Regions from separate parts of the Canis lupus genome. Here region 1 is linked to region 2. A link is a contact called in public Hi-C data. All regions are on one chromosome and are shown on one strand. The core of a region is the stretch at or near the end of the contact, and the rest is flanking DNA. Distances in the headings are between cores, read along the strand shown. Region 1 holds the start of COQ2 (4-hydroxybenzoate polyprenyltransferase, mitochondrial). Region 2 holds the start of MRPS18C (28S ribosomal protein S18c, mitochondrial).

Region 1 (3,493 bases), core at 786-3,285, 130 kb before region 2:
GTTTTACTCATTACCCTTAGTAGCCAGCCTCTTACTGATGTAAAAGTCAGAGGTTTACGGAAATGGGAATAACGGCAGCTGTTGATCTGTCCTGATGTCTGTAGGCCTACACTGCAGCTCCATGACACAGACACCAAAACAGAATTATAATTATGCTTCAGATTAGAACTGGGCTTGGAAATTAATGACTATCAACTCTTATCTGGCCCAAAATGCAAGGGGTTGTGATGGCAAGACTGTGTTTATCATTTAATTTGCTTTTATACTTTAATAGCTAATTGGGGTTTTTTTTGTTTTTGTTTTTTTTTTTTAGATTTTACCTATTTATTCATGAGAATAAATTTTAGATTTGACCTATTTATTCATGAGAGAGAGAGAGAGAAAGAGGCAGAGACACTGGTAGAGGGAGAAGCAGGCTCCATGCAGGGAGCCGGACGTGGGACTCCAGGATCACGCCCTGGGCCAAAGGCTGGCACCAAACCACTGAGCCACCATGTGTCCCAATAGCTAATTGTTCTAACACTAACACTAACAGTGCTCTGATCCCAAATAAGTAGTGCATAGACCTAGAATACCATAAGCAAGATCTAATTTGAGGTCTTGGCTGGGCAGACGTGGAGTGAATATATCTAGGCACCTGGATGCATTTCCACGCACTACCATGGCAAATGCCATCACCTAGATTACCTGCAGTTCAGTCTCGGCCCCTCCATTCCCACTGTCCCTCCTTTTTCCATCCAGCTCTTATCCAGCCTTGCCTCTCAGTATTTTCTACACCCAGATCAACTCATATCCTTGATGTTTCAACTCTCAACCTTTGAGTCTGCAAAAACATCTCTCCCACCCACCAAGATTTCTTCTCCCTTCTGCAAAATCTACCTGTCCTTTGAGATTCAATTTGCTCCTGACACTTTCTAGCAATGTCGGTCCACAGTAACCACTCTTGAGTGTACCACTTGCCATCTGTACCACTAACATTTGACCTCCTACTTTCCCAGCTCACCCAATCATATTTGTCTTTTTCAACTAGAAAGCAGGGCGTTTCCATAGGCCTTTCTGTCCCCGAGACTAGGCAGTATGGCAGGAATTCGTCGGATACTACTGGCAGGCTCTATACGAGGCACTAGCTAGAAATGCCCCAGGTGTGGGGCGCTTGGATTGTGTTGGAGCGGTCCATCAAGCCCTCAGTGTGCAAGGTTGATCAGTGGGGAGTGCTACGACGAAAACTGGAAGGTAGAGGTACAGAGGGTGAGGTGGTAGGTATTATTTAAATAGGAAGGTCACGGAAGTCTTCGGGGACGACTGTGAGCTGACAGGCAGCGGGCGAGCGCTAGCTGCTGCGTTCAGTGGAATTACACCTTGGCGTCACGGTTGGGGTCGGGCAAAGCAGCATCAAAACTAGGTTCCTCGGCATCATCACGGTGTCTGTTCTCTGCCTTGGGAGCCTCACGAAATTACGGCAGGGAGCAGACAACAATGAACGTGGAAGTGCTTCAATACTGTAAATCTGTGCAAATAAAGGGGCGCGGAGTTTCCGCTCAAGGCCTGTTTCAACAAGGGCCGTGGAAGGAGCCAACTTCTCGCCCGCCCGGAGCACTGAGGACGCAGGGGGACGTGCGAACAGGAGCGCCGCTTCGGAGCCCAACGGTCCGGGGGTCCCGGGAGTACCGGGCGCCTCGGTTTCCACAACGCCCGCAGGCCGCCCCCCCCGCCCCCGCCCCCGCCCCGGGCCCGCGGCGCCGCGCTTCGGCCCGTCCGCCCCGCACTCACCGATCGGCTTGTCCAACCGCATGAGGCGCAGGTAGGGCTGCAGGGGGCGGGGCGCCGAGTTCACCACCGCAGCGGCCGATAGGCCGAGCCGACGCCTGCGCGGTTCCGGCCCGACCGAAGGCCGCGGGTGCCCAACGCCGAGCGAGCCAGCCGCGCGCGCCTGGGCCAGGGCGCCGAACCCCCGCAGCCACGGCCGCGCCAGGACCCGCAGCCCCCCCGCGAGGGCCGCGCAGCGAGCGGCCAGCATGGCGCCCGGGAGGGCGTGGCCCCGCCCCGGCCTGAGGTCATTCCCCGGCGACGGGTCGCGGCGGGTCTGCGCAGTGACGTCACCGCGCCTCGTCTGTGCGGCCGAGTGGCCCGAGCCTTTGTAGGAACCGGCCGGGGCGCGGGGTGGCCGCGGTCGCTTTAACCTTGGGGGCGGGGGTCCCGGGGATGCTTAGCGTGATGAGGAATTCCCGTGATCGGCTTTCTCAACAAATGAGCAAAGATAGTGTTGTACCAGGAAAATAAGCAGACCTCGACGAAGCTACCAGAATACTGATTCGGGGACAGGTAAAACGGGCACCAAGAGCCACTGCAAGGATGTAAATGAAACCCGTGCTCAGAGTCAAGGGACATGCATCACACAAGTGAAAACCTTAAATTTGACGGTCAAGTCAGAGGAGCTTGTGTAAGCAAGAAGCAGTGAGCTTGTGAGATGCGAGAGCCTGCAGCTGGAACACCTGGTGGGGCTCTGGATTCTAGCCAGTTCCTGGATGGGGCTGTCTGCCAGGCACTGTCACAGGCACTATGCACGGATTATCCTATTTACCGCTTCCTTAGTCACCATGGGTAAGCCAGTCCTCTGCATTGTACTGCTCTAGAGAATTGGGTTAGTCTTTAAACTCCTTTCCCTAAAACCACAACAGTGATTCTGCCATACCTTGAGTCTCCAGGGGTGGTGAGGAGGGGGCAGTCTTTGATAATTCTGCAAAAATAGCTCACCACTAGTTCACTGGTTGTAGGCAGAGGGATCAAGGCCTCAGGAAATTTTACCGAAGGAGAAAACACACTTCCTCCTGTATGTGTTACCTCTTCTCTCGGTACTCCACCACGACACTACTTCACTCTGACGCCAGATGTGTGGGTTTTCCACATACCAAGCAATTCTTTTTTTTTTTTTTTTTTCATACCAAGCAATTCTGTGATAACACGTGGTATTCTATAATTTAACTCAGTGCTGGTACTAAGTACCTGGAGATGCCATTAGATCCCACAGGTTAAGGGCTTGGGCTCGCAAGACTGCCCCTTGCCCCCACTTAAGATGCTAATTGCAAGGTCCAGGTCATTATCTGTGCTTCTGACCTATTGGCTATTGATTGGAAGTTTTGGAGACCCCTTCTTGCATTTGATTAACTTGCTAGATGGTTCATGGAACTTAGGAAAACGTATTACTTACTATATTACTGCTTTATTATAAAAGGGTGTAACCCGGGAACAACCAGATAGAAGAGATGCATAGGGTAAAGGGTGTGGGAGGGATCCCTGGGTGGCGCAGCGGTTTGGCGCCTGCCTTTGGCCCAGGGCGCGATCCTGGAGACCCTGGATCGAATCCCACGTCGGGCTCCCGGTGCATGGAGCCTGCTTCTCCCTCTGCCTGTGTCTCTGCCTCTCTCTCTCTCTCTCTCTCTCTCTCTCTCTCTCTGTGACTATCATAAATAAATAAAAATTAAAAAAAAAAAAA
Region 2 (3,183 bases), core at 40-2,539:
ACTGTTATATCTTGGGGTCTACTTTTCATATCTCTGTAAAAATGAGGACAGCAGGGGATCCCTGGGTGGCTCAGCGGTTTAGCACCTGCCTTTGGCCCAGGGCATGATCCTGGAGTCCCGGGATGGAGTCCCCCAGTCCGGGGACTGGACTGGAGCTTCTCCCTCCTCCTGTGTCTCTGCCTCTCTCTCTTTCTAGGTCTATCATAAATAAATATAAATAAATAAATAAATAAATAAATAAATAAATAAATAAATAATTTTAAAAAATGAGGATAGCAAAGCGATGCCTCCCAAGTGAGGATTAACAGCGATAATAAGTCGAGGGAAGCAAATGAAGGCTAGTAGGCAGCTGATCCACTGTCTGCACGGAGGAAGGGAACAGCCAAGATTTCGGAGTCTCCCGTTCCCTGGCTTCTGCAGCTGGGCTCCGCGTTCCTTCAGGGGGCCCCGCGCGGCAGGAGGCCTGCGTTTGTATCCTCTCCCCCAAAGCGGGCCATTAGACAAGGCACTCAAGGGATTTGGGAGCCGAGGAGATTGTACCTGCGCCGGCTCCACCTCCACCTCCACCTCCACGGTTTTCTCCCGCCGGCTCCCAACCACGGTCTCCTTCAACCCCCCTTCCTCCTCCTCCTCCTCATCGCCCGGCTCGAGCTCGGCTGCGGTGGGGGCGGCAAAAACGCTCCCTAGGCCAGGACGGCTCCTTTGGCGAACACGCACCCACCGGCGGATGCGGGCACCACCTTCATCCATGGCAGGCGCCAAGGACCCCGCCCGAACCGAGCCCGCGAGGAAGAGAGCGCGGGGGGCAGGGCGTGGGCAGCCACTAAGGGAAAGCGCACTCGCCTCTGCATCCAGCTGAGGCTACGCCCACAAGCCAATCGCGGGGCTCCCGGACCGGAAGTGGAGGCACAAGTGTAGGGCCCGCCTTTTCCTTGTCCAATCAGAAGTGTCTCGGCCTGGTGGCTGCGAGGGTTAGAAAGCCGCGGTGCTGCGCAGGCGCATTGAAAACCTTCCCGACGGGGGGGTCCCCGGGTGGCGCAGCGGTTTAGCGCCACCTTCAGCGCAAGGGTGTGATCCTGGAGACTCGGGATTGAGTCCCGCATCGGGCTCCCAGCATGAAGCCTGCTTCTCCCTCTGCCTGTGTCTCTGCCTCTCTCTCTGTGTCTCTCATGCATAAATAAATAAAATCTTAAAAAAGAAAAGAAAAGAAAAAACCTTCCCAAGTCTTCTCTTGTTGGCGGGCGGAACCTTTGAACCGAGTACCGGGCCCACAGGGGAAGAGCACCGGAGGGGACTTGTCAGGACGATTTGGAAAGAGGAAAGGAAGAGGAGGAGCGAGGAGCCATGGCGGCTCTGGTTGCGCTGTGCGGTGCTCTGCGGAGGAAGAGGTCGGCGCACTTCTTAAAGGCTGCTCTCTGCCTCACAGATCCTGGGACTCCTGCGGGTACAGCTTCCATATCCACCGCTCTTGCGCGCCATCGCAGCTGCTGCCGTAGCGCTGATTAGGTTGGGGGACTTGTTCCTATTAGCTAAACGACGCCGGTTTCTAGGCGATGAAGAGCTTCTCCAAGATAGGGGGGAATCTTTAATGACCCATGGCTAGTATTATTTTTTAATTTTTATTTATTTATGATAGTCACACAGAGAGAGAGAGAGAGGCAGAGACACAGGCAGAGGGAGAAGCAGGCTCCATGCAGGGAGCCCGACGTGGGATTCGATCCCGGGTCTCCAGGATCGTGCCCTGGGCCAAAGGCAGGCGCTAAACCGCTGCGCCACCCAGGGATCCCCATGGCTAGTATTTTTAAAGCAGAAGGAGGCGTGAATGTCCAGAAAAGACTGACCGCGTGATTCTCAAAAAGAGACAGGGACTTGCCTGAGAGCTCCAGGTAGAATTGGCAAGGAAGAGACATCCCCAGTCACCCAGTAGCACGGGAGCGGTCTAAAGTCCCAGATCAGGGTGACACTGTGACATGGGCTCTCATTTATGCATTTTATCATCATCTTCTTCTTATGCATTTTATCTTCTTCTTCTTCTTCTTTTCCTTTTTTTTGCATTTTATCTTCTTTGTCAATAACTGCTCTTTAGGGGGTCTGTTACATTTTTCCTTTGGTGTAATAGTGCCTTTCTGTTGCTTTCCCCGTAAGTATATGCCTTAAAGTCCGCCTCTAACCATGGAGTGAAGGGAAAATAAATTTCAGAAGAGAGCTGGTGAGAGGTGGTAGGGGTGGAGAAATACGTGCCTTTCCCCCAAAGCCTTGGAAAGCACGTTCATCTTAAACGTCTTTCTGAAGTTGCTAACAAAATAACTGGTTTGTTGCTGTTTAATTGCAGTGCTTTGGAGAAGCTGTTCACAATATGAACAGGTAGCCAGCAATGAGGACCTGGTAAGACTATTTTCCTTCCTTTTTTTTTTTTTTTAAGATTTTATTTATTCATGAGAGAGAGAGAGAGAGAGAGAGAGGCAGAGACACAGGCAGAGGGAGAAGCAGGCTCCATGCAGGGAGCCCGATGTGGGACTCGATCCTAGAACTTCAGGATCTTGCCCGGAGTCGAAGGCAGACGCTCAACCACTGAGCCACCCAGGTGTCCCTCTTACCTTCCTTTTTAAAGGTATTTGCAAATATGACCAAATTCTTGTATTTTAACTATTTGAATAGAGTTCATCTGGAGGACAAAACAAGAGGATAATCTGAGATTAAAAATTATAATTCACCGGTGAATTGTCACGAGATCTGAAGAGAACCTAGATTCCTAATAAGCATCACTTGTCTAACACCATATTTTTCTTCCTAGATCTTAAATTTAAGAATATGTGCTTTGGAAATTAAAAAAGGTAGTTTTGGTGGGTGCAATAATTGCAGAATATCCAACAGAGGGATTGCAATGTATACCTATGCCTTAGCTCTCTTCCCTATTGTAGATTCAGTTCTCTGTCCCATTTAGTACTGGGAGTGGGGAGTGGGTATTTGAGTAAGTGAAGGATCAAAATTACAGTTCTATACTAGGACATTAAATACAATTTCTTTTAGCCTGTAGGTATATTTTTATGGGTTTCAAGTACTAGCATTGGACTTGGCCAGTGTAGGTTTTCTTGCCACCTGCAAAGATGATTTGACACTAGTCAAACCATGCAAAGCAATTAGCACGGTGTAAAGAAGGGACATAGTCATTACGTGTGACCT

What was found. A called contact is a pair of places that touch in the nucleus more often than the background predicts.
Region 1: a contact with region 2 is called in a Hi-C map of blood, with 2.9 times the contacts expected there. The contact joins the promoter of COQ2 here to the promoter of MRPS18C in region 2. A contact is called at or near these places in 2 of 9 Hi-C or Micro-C datasets (amygdala and blood).

The regions. Positions count from the first base shown.
Region 1 is chr32:32,836,653-32,840,145 of UU_Cfam_GSD_1.0, reverse strand. COQ2 (4-hydroxybenzoate polyprenyltransferase, mitochondrial) reads right to left here and starts at 2,035. Exons shown (of 7, transcript XM_038582256.1): 1 at 1,771-2,035. The coding sequence starts at 2,017.
Region 2 is chr32:32,708,030-32,711,212 of UU_Cfam_GSD_1.0, reverse strand. It overlaps MRPS18C (28S ribosomal protein S18c, mitochondrial), which reads left to right and starts at 1,289. Exons shown (of 6, transcript XM_038582253.1): 1 at 1,289-1,444; 2 at 2,333-2,385. The coding sequence starts at 1,345. HELQ (helicase POLQ-like) reads right to left here and starts at 881. Exons shown (of 16, transcript XM_038582245.1): 1 at 541-881. The coding sequence starts at 750.